Linked DNA regions of Ovis aries: region 2 is linked to region 1. Evidence: chromatin contacts called from public Hi-C data. All regions are on one chromosome and are shown on one strand. Each heading gives the region's core, a stretch centred on a gene start, on an enhancer-like site or on the middle of the called end of the contact. The rest is flanking DNA. Distances are from core to core; before and after follow the strand shown.

What was found. Hi-C and Micro-C count contacts between places; a contact is called where the count stands out from the background.
Region 2: a Hi-C map of liver shows a contact between it and region 1, with 2.2 times the contacts expected there. The contact joins the promoter of ZNF131 here to the promoter of HMGCS1 in region 1. A contact is called at or near these places in 3 of 16 Hi-C or Micro-C datasets (blood, liver and muscle).

What each region holds. Positions count from the first base shown.
Region 1 is chr16:31,542,684-31,547,306 of ARS-UI_Ramb_v3.0, reverse strand. HMGCS1 (3-hydroxy-3-methylglutaryl-CoA synthase 1) reads right to left here and starts at 3,252. Exons shown (of 11, transcript XM_042233813.2): 1 at 1-3,252.
Region 2 is chr16:31,686,406-31,690,967 of ARS-UI_Ramb_v3.0, reverse strand. ZNF131 (zinc finger protein 131) reads left to right here and starts at 2,667. Exons shown (of 8, transcript XM_060400453.1): 1 at 2,667-3,042; 2 at 3,805-3,943. The coding sequence starts at 3,820.

The sequences.
Region 1 (4,623 bases), core at 2,003-4,502:
ATTAAGCCTGAAGATGGAGAAGGAACTGGCAATCCACTCCAGTATTCCTGCCTGGGGAATCCCACAGACAAGAGGGCCTGGAGGGCTGGATTCTACGGGTTCACAAAAAGTTGGACACGACTTGAGTAACTAATACACACACAACACACCTAAAGAATGATGAGACTGCCTAGGGCCAACCAACTTTCTCCTGGGGTTTATTGAGTGTTCTGAATTCCTCCTCTGCCTCCCTTGTTAGCACAGATTCAAAGAGGTGGTCAGAGAAGTTCCCCCAGTACATATTCTGGTACATAATAAACCACACAGTTACCTGCTGATCCTTTTCATCATTACAGGAAAGAAATCCAGGAATCCTTCTTAACTGAGAATGAGCTGGCAACCTTTTCTCCTTAGGAGGGCCAGCAAGCAAAACTACTGTTAGGAAAGCCTTGCTCACATCTGTACAACTCTGGTCTAGTTCCCTAACAAAAAAATACAGACACCCTGCCTCCCCCCAGAGGTACTGGTCTGCTTATCAGATACTCTACTCATATTTCAAGGTCCTCCCTCTTCCAGGAAGGTTTCCTCGAGCTTTCTACTCAGGCCCTGCATTCACAATGACACTGAAGCCTTCAGAGTCTACTGTCAGTGGAAAGCTAGTTTATGGCAGTCTTCTTAAGCATATGGAATACTTAGATTCCTGTTGGGAGAAGGGCTATATTTTGATTCTTTTAAAATCCCTTTGAGATGCTGGAATAAAGGGCACACAATTGCATTTTTTGAGTGACTGAATTTGGAGTTATAATAGAGGGAAAATCTTTTAAATTCAAGTAGTTATAGCAGCAGCCCTCATTAGTGAATTCTTTTCACTATTCCTTTAAGATGAGCTGCAGCCCCAAATGGTGTCCAAAAGCTTAAAAAAAAAAAACAAAAAACGCTTTTTTCTGCTGCTCTTCAAAGCAAATGGTAGGTTTCAATTATTCCCTGAAAAATGTAAGGAATTCATATGGAATCAGAAGAGAACACTTGTTGGCCTTATGTCATTCCCAAATGCACACCCCTCCAGGTCCATGCCTTCCAAAGATGAAGCCTGTAAGCTCTGAAAGGCTAGCTTCTCCACTGCTCTCACTACACTCGGTTAACAAGCAGCAAGCGGGCACTACCACAAGCCAAGCATTAGGATGACTAGATTATTAAGAACTGAGTCCTATCGCCTTCCCATTAGATTGCGTAATATGTTTTTAATCTATACCACTGTCTTGAGAAACAAAATATCACATCCTGTGATGCTTGGTTTTTTAATAAACCCAACAAAATTATGACTGTTTTCTTTTTCAAATGAAACTAAATAGAGATTCTGATATATAGCCCATTAAACTCCTCCGTCCACAGCCCCAATGCATCTCCCCCCATTCAGTTCTACTGGATTGCTGTTTTAAATAATGCTAGGGTCCCCAGGAAACACATATTACACCAATATCAGGGTTTTGCATTTCCCGTGAGAAAAGCTATCGAAAACGTCAATCAGAAAAAAAAAATCTCAAAATCAATCCCTCAGTTAAGAGAAACAAGATGTAAAAACACTCTGGAGAAATATTTTTAAAAAAGAAAAAGAAAAAACAAAGGCCCAGGATTAGGACATGGACTTCTATGGCCCCAAACATAATATTCGTATAACTCGCCCAATCTAAAACACCTTCTGAGAACTGGGGCTACTTACTAAACTAGAATTAAACTGAACTACACTGGAACTGATTTACGTGCAAATTTACAAACTTAGGAGACAGACCTGCAAAGTTTAGACACACAGAAAATAAAGTCTTTCTCCTTTTCCTTAAGATCTGCTATCCCTGCCCTCCTCATCCACACACAAAAAAAATAACTCAAATTTTAAAAATAAAAAACCACAAACTGCTTGGATATCTCAAGCTGCAAAGAACCATTTGGCCTAGATACAGGGTAAGGACTTTCAGTTAGCCTTCTAACAGAAATCTGTGCAAAGAAGTCTAAACTCCACCTCAGAAGGAAAAATCTTACTGGCCCTTCCTTGTGTCTTAATCTTCTCATTTATCTTGCCATGGTTTTTCATAATTCATCCCTGAAATAGAGCAAATGTTACTCAGCAGCAGCTAGAACATCTCAGGTGCAGCAGGTTGGCAAGAGCATCAGTCTGAGGGAAGAGTTGATGCAGAGGTGAGCGAAGAAGCCTGTGACGCCCTAAACCAAGGCCGCAGGGCAGCTGGAACCAACAGGGACAGCCTCACATTACCTATTGTCCAAAACTCTCCTCCAGGGTGGGTAATCCCTTCTCTACCACTGGTCAAGGCAATTCACACGTTTTTCAAAGACTCCATATATCGAGTTTTGAAAAGTCCTTGGTTCAACCCAAAGCCTACTGTGTGTGAAGCCCTATGCGTGCCTGCCCATTACATCATCATAACAAGTCAGGCTGATTCTGAAGCTATTAACAGGACGGAGATACGGACTTTCAGAACACGGAAGAGACATATATATATATATATATATGAGCTTAAAAAATATGGAGGCTGGAAGGTGGGAGCAGGGACCTGTGATATTGGAAGCAAGCACATACTGAAGCAGTCAAGAGTGTGAAGTACTCAGCCAGGTTAAACCACGGTTGTGATGCTTTCTCGCACCTGAGCTAGGGAAGAAGAGCAACGCTGCCCACCTCCCTTCCTCCCAGTCACTCTCTTTAAGAGGCAAGAAGACACACCCCCTGCCAACCTACAAGGCTCCAAGTGTGATCCTCAGCATCCTTCGGCGTCCACCCTGAAGCCAAGGCTGCGGGAACACCCTAGCAGGCCAGCTCCTTTCTTGGCCCCCTCATGTACCCACCCCCATCCCCTCAAGGTGGTCACAGCCACTCCCCTAGCACCTCCAGCTCCTGACTATTTCATCAGAAGCCTACCCCTCAATACCCTCTCCTTCTCCCCTCTGCGACTCGCCTGCCCACATTAATGCCCCTGTCCTCCAGGACCCACCGCGGTCGGCCCCAGGTCCCCGGCAGGGGAAGCCCCGCACGGACCCCGCTCCCAACGCCCTATCCTCCAGGTCCAGGTCCAGGTCCAAACCTTAGCCCTGACCCGACAGAGCAGGAGCTCCTTCGGGCCTAGTCAAGGACACCAATGCGCCGTGCCCTCATCCTGCCCGCGAGGCCTCGGCAGCCCGGGTCAACTCCTCCACTCGGGACACTCACCCAAATATGACCGGGCGGTGGTCGTAGAAAGTGAACGACCAACGAAGGGGTAGTGCGAGCCGCCTCCCCTCCGCCACTAGCTTTATAGCCGCGGACCCACCGGACTCCGGCAAGGCCGGGAGCCCGTGAGAGGCGGGACAGTGGCCCCAGCAGCCAATCGTGGCCAGCAGAGGAGCGCCGGAGTGCCCGCCCCCTAGCCCAGCTTCAACCAATCCGAAGGAAACTAGAGGAAACACTAGCTGAGGGGTTTCCCTTGTGGCTGGAAGGGCGGGGGAAGGGGCGGGGACAAAGCCGGAGGGCCGAGAAAATGGGGTGAGAGAGTGACGTGTGGTGGCCCGAGAGCCGGCCTACCAATGACAGAGCGGCGAGACACGGCGAGAGCCAACGGGAACGGAGTGAGAGGTTCTCCGGCCAATTGAAGCTCAGCGAGAGGAGATGAGAACCAATGAGGCCTCCGCGTCCCACCACTGGGGAGAGATGGTCTAGTGTGGGAGGCAAGTTGGTCCCTGCTGGAGAGTCCGTCAGGTTGCCTAGCAACCAGAGCTAGGCTTCACCTGTAAGATTTATAAAATACTTGATTTAAATTCAATCTTAACGTTTTCTAGTTTCCTAGAGCAGCCAGGCGTGCCCTCATTACAAGTTGGAGCAGAATACATCACCAAGAATTTGTAAACTTATACTAAATACTAGATTTGTAAATAATATTGTAACCTCTATAATGTTGGTTTGGGATTAGACACCAGTGAGGAGGGTAAGGGCCCTTGCCTAAGCAGGGAGTTTGTCCTAATTCTTGGATTTTTGCTAGCCCATATCATATACTCTGAGGAAAGTGGCTCCACCTGGCCCATTCTCCACTGTATCTGCTGAGCTTGATGTGTGGTAGTTGCCGAATAAAAGGTTGTTGAAAGAAGGAAGGGGTCTTATAATTCTCAGTATAGCAAACCCACAGGATAAGCACCATCTAGTTCCCCCAGGAAAGAGAGAGGAGCAATTCAAGCTGGAAGAAAACACTGAAACACTGGGAGAATCCAAAGGAGGATAATTATGGCCTTAAGTAAGACTCTGCCTCATCTCCTCAGATAGAGAAACTGTAGTACTTTGGTGGGAAGCCATGAGAGTTTCTGAGTTGTTTGTGTCTCCCCTTCAGTTTCATTATGACACAGGAATGCTATTGATAAGGGGTCACTGATGATTCTATACATCACACAACTACTGTTATGTGAAATTTCTTATCCACTATAGATAATAACCTAGTAAGAGACATTCTCAGCAGGAAAATGGCAATGGAACCACTGTGGAGTGGTGGCATAAGTTACTTGGGGGAGAGGACCACTCAATAATGGTTATACTCCATAATGTTGCTCATGACATTGGTTCTAGAACCAATGTCACTGTTACCTTCATAAAGTAACTAGGTGATAGAGACA
Region 2 (4,562 bases), core at 1,418-3,917, 140 kb before region 1:
CTTTTCACTTTCATGCACTGGAGAAGGAAATGGCAACCCACTCCAGTATGCTTGCCTGGAGAATCCCAGGGACAGGAGCCTGGTGGGCCGCAGTCTATGGGGTCACACAGTCGGACACGACTGATGTGACTTAGCAGTTGTTGTTTTATAGGAAAGCAGCCATATAGATTGGAATTTCTAAAATGCCTATTTCTAGGTGCAATTTCTTCATCTTAAAAACTCTGTAAATAATAATGATGATAATAATATTTAAACACCAGGAGTTCAAGTTAATCTACAATCAGCTCAGTAGTCCATCATTCCCACAGATTCTCCTAAAACAATCTCACCATTTCCCATGGCTTCAACAGCCATTTTATGCTAAAATTTTCCAGATCTCTAAGGTTAGCTCTCTCCTCCCAGCTCTATACAGATCCAAATGTAAAATGCCTTCTTGTCCTTTTTTTTTTTTTTTTTTTGGCCTCACCAGGTGGCTTGTAGAAGCTCAGTTGCCCCACCAGGGATCAGACCTACAGCCCCTTCAGTGAAGAGTGGAGTCCTAACCAATGCACTGAGTTAGCGGAAGTCACTCAGTTGCAATCAACTCTGCAATCCCATGGATGGTAGTCCATTAGGCTCCTCTGTCCACGAAATCCTCCAGGCAAGAATACTGGAGTCGGTTGCCATTTCCCCTTCCAGGGTATCTTCCTGACCCAGGGATCAAACCCAGATCTCTTATGTCTCCAGCACTGGCAGGCAGGTTATCACTAAGGCAAGCCCCTAACCACTGGACCACCAGGCAATTCCCTCTGTCAATTTTCTAATCTCATTTGCCACCATGGTTTCATCTGGATTACTAACATTCAGTTCAGTTCAGTTCAGTCGCTCAGTCGTGTCTGACTCTTTGCGACCCCATGAATTGCAGCACGCCAGGCCTCCCTGTCCATCACCAACTCCCGGAGTTCACTCAAACTCACGTTCATCAAGCTGGTGATGCCATCCAGCCATCTCATCCTCTGTCATCCCCTTCTCCTCCTGCCCCCAATCCCTCCCAGCATCAGAGTCTTTCCCAATGAGTCAACTCTTCGCATGAGGTGGCCAAAGTAGTGGACTTTCAGCTTTAGCATCATTCCTTCCAAAGAAATCCCAGGGCTGATCTCCTTCAGAATGGACTGGTTGGATCTCCTTGCAGTCCAAGGGACTCTCAAGAGTCTTCTGCGACACCACAGTTCAAAAGCATCAATTCTTCGGTGCTCAGCTAGATTTCTAACAATCTCCCAACTAATCTCTACTTCTATTTCATCCCATTTAATCTTTTCTCCATAGAATTCTCTTTACAAAGTAAAATTTACGATATCACTATCCTGCTCAATCTTCAAGACTTCCCTTCGCCATCATGAGAAACTCTATGCCTTTACACTGTTTACAAGGCCCTTGTGGGTCTGCCCAGCAACATTCCTTCAGTTTCGGAGAGCTTTAGTCTCTCCCATACCTCAGCATGTTATTGACTAAGAACACTCAGACTTCACATGTCACTAGTTTTCCTTGACCTCCAGATTATCTTGTTCTGTCTCATAACACTCAGCACCCAGGAAATTCATTGTTCAGTAATGTCTATTTACTCTATCATACTAAGATCAGGAAAGCAGAAACCACATATGCCTTGTTCACCATTGGAGTTCCTAGTCCCTTAAATAGTGCCTAGGCCTCTCTGGTGGCTCTAAACCCCGGTTCATTCCCTGGGTGGGGAAGATCCCCTGTAAAAGGAAATGGGAACCCACTCCAGTATTCTTGCCTGTAGAGAATTCCATGGAGCAGAGGAACCTGGTGGGCTACAGCCCGTGGGGTCACAAAGAGTTGGACATGACTGAGCAACCAACACTAAACAGTGCCTAAGACAACGTCAGCTCTTAATAAATGTCTGCTGAAATAATCATTACATTTACCCTTGAAAGTGTTAGTCTCTCAGCCGCATCTGACTCTTTGTGACCCCATGGACTGTAGCCCGCCAGACTCTTCAGTCCATGGGATTCTCCAGGCAAGAATACTGGAGTGGGTTGTCATTTCCTCTTCCAGGGGATCTTCCCAACCCCGAGATCTAATTTGTGTTTCCTGCATTGGCAGGAGGGTCCTTTACTGTCTGAGCCATCAGGGAAGCCCAGATCCCCGGTAGGTCAGCTGGTAAAGAATCCCTCTGCAGTATAGCAGACCCCGGTTCGAATCCTGGATCAGGAAGATCCTCTGGAGGAGGGAACGGCTACTCACTCTTCTGGCCTGGAGAATTCCATGGACTACAGTCCATGGGGTTCCGAAGGGTGGGACACGACTGAGCTACATTTACCCCTGCAGACAGCTATTTAAACCCTTCCCTAATGCTTAATCCTAACCTCTCTTTTGAGAGAAAAGAATGAGTAAATTTTGACTGTCTCATTCTCAAAAAAGTCTTTCCCCGCCACCGCCCCCCCCCCAGGAACGAATGAATGATCCAGTCACGTGGGGCTGACTATGGGTCACTGGCCTCTTTAAGCGCGGGACCTGGGGAGTGGTGAGCTGCAGTTAACAGCACCACGTGTAATAACCCGAGCAGCCACAGGACCTAATTCTACCAAACATGCGCTGCCCGCCGTACACAGAGAGGGCGGGCACCCGGGAGGAAGATCCTAGGCGGCCGGAACGTGCTCGCGCCCGTGGCCGCCGCTGCCCGCGCCGCGGCCGACCGGGTGTCGGAGCGAGCGCACGTGCGCCGGCCGGACCCAAGCAGAGGGAGCGCCCGGACACTGGCGAGGAAATGGCTGGAGAGGCCCTGTTCAGCGGTAGGGAAACGTGCGGGGCGAGTTTCGCCCCGAGAGGGGAGAGCAGAGAAGGAAAAGCTTTCAGGACTGAGAGGAGAGAGGGAGGATCGTGAGCTAGGTAAGGCGGCCAGACTTAGGCCTCGGGAGGAAAGGGGACGGGGCGGGGCGTGGTGGTGGGGGGGTGGGCAGCGGTATAAAACACACCCGGAACCGGTTGCGAGTTTATTCTGAGGTCCGGCTCGGAAGTGCTCACACCTGGAGTGTGGCGCGGGTGGGTAGAAGGTGGAGCCCCACCCCCGACAAAGCCAGGCTGTAAACCGGCCTAACCCCGCCTCAGCTGCACTCCCTCCTCCCTTCGCGAGCGGCCTAGGCTTAGCGAGAGCCAAATCCGCTCGGTTAGCTCCGCCCTGCCATTAGAGGAGGGCGGGCGGGGGCGTGGCCCTCCCGCTCTCTAGTCTGCGCTTAGGCGTCCGCGTCAGCCGGAGTCCGACGCCGTGACGCAGCACGTCGACGTAAGTGACGCGCAGGCCCGGGCCGCTCCTCCTTCCCTGAGTGAGTGCCGGCCCGGTCGGGGAGGGGGAGAAGAGGGAGGGAGGGGGAGGGAGAGGCGACCCGGGAGTCGTTGTGGGCCGCGGGCCGGACCGGGTCCCGGGAAGGCGGGAGCCAGGGACGGGCCGAGGGGCTTGGCGGGCCGTTAGCGGGCCGCGGCGGCTGTAGGGTCTCCTCCCCTGCCGGACTTGCGCGCCCCGGCGCTCGGAGCCTCCGGCGCTGTGCCCACCCCGCTCCAGCTCGCGTCTCCCGACTCCAATTAGGTCAGGCTCGGAGTCCCGCGGCCGCGGCTCCGGCCCCCAACGCGCGGCGGCCGCCCGGCTCGCCTTTCTTTCTTCCCTCGCCTTCCTCTCCTCTTGCCTCACCCTCCCCCCTTCTTTCACGTTGCTGGGGTTTTGTTTTTTTTGTTGTTATTTTATGCTTTAGGGGTTTTGTTCCTCAGCCCGAGCTCATGGGTGTACATTATCATGCTCCTCTTTTGTAGAGCAACTGGACGGCCATGGAGGCCGAAGAGACGATGGAATGCCTTCAGGAGTTCCCTGAACATCATAAAATGATCCTGGACCGATTGAATGAACAGCGAGAGCAGGACCGGTTTACTGACATCACCCTGATTGTCGACGGTAAGCAGGGTGGTGGGCTGAGGAGCTAAGTTTGTGCCTTCAGATCTCTTCCCTTCCCCCACATGCCTTTTTTACCCACCTTCTGTAGACTACCTACCGAAAGTCTGTGGAGGGTGCGCTCTCGGACCCGAGGACACTTAACAATATCTCTTAACAGAGACCATGCTGCAGAAGGCTGGTCACGCTTTCCACGTAATCATGGCATTTTAACTTCTTGCAGCCTTTTCAAGTGTTCTTATTGCACACTTCAGTGCAGGATGAGGGCGTGGGTTAGGGAGGATGTCTCTGAATGTTTGGTTAGTAGATTTCTGCTGCTAAGCTGCTTTGAGCAGTCACTCACGGGAGTCATTTGCGAAGTGTCGATTCTTTCTAGTTTCCCAAATGGTCTTGGAGGTAGAATGTGAGAGACTCTTTTGCAGCACTGGTACCTGCTTTGATAACCCCCAAAATAGAATGGGGTATTTACCAGTCTTGAGAGTTGTCATTACAGTGGAGACAAACACAGCTTAGGTGTCTTTTCTATTTAGTGAAAACTGACTTCTTAAGGCAAGCTAATCTTTGTTATAGGTCTGCTGTAAGTTGAGTTTCCTAATATTAGGCATCCTAAAGCAGTTTTCAT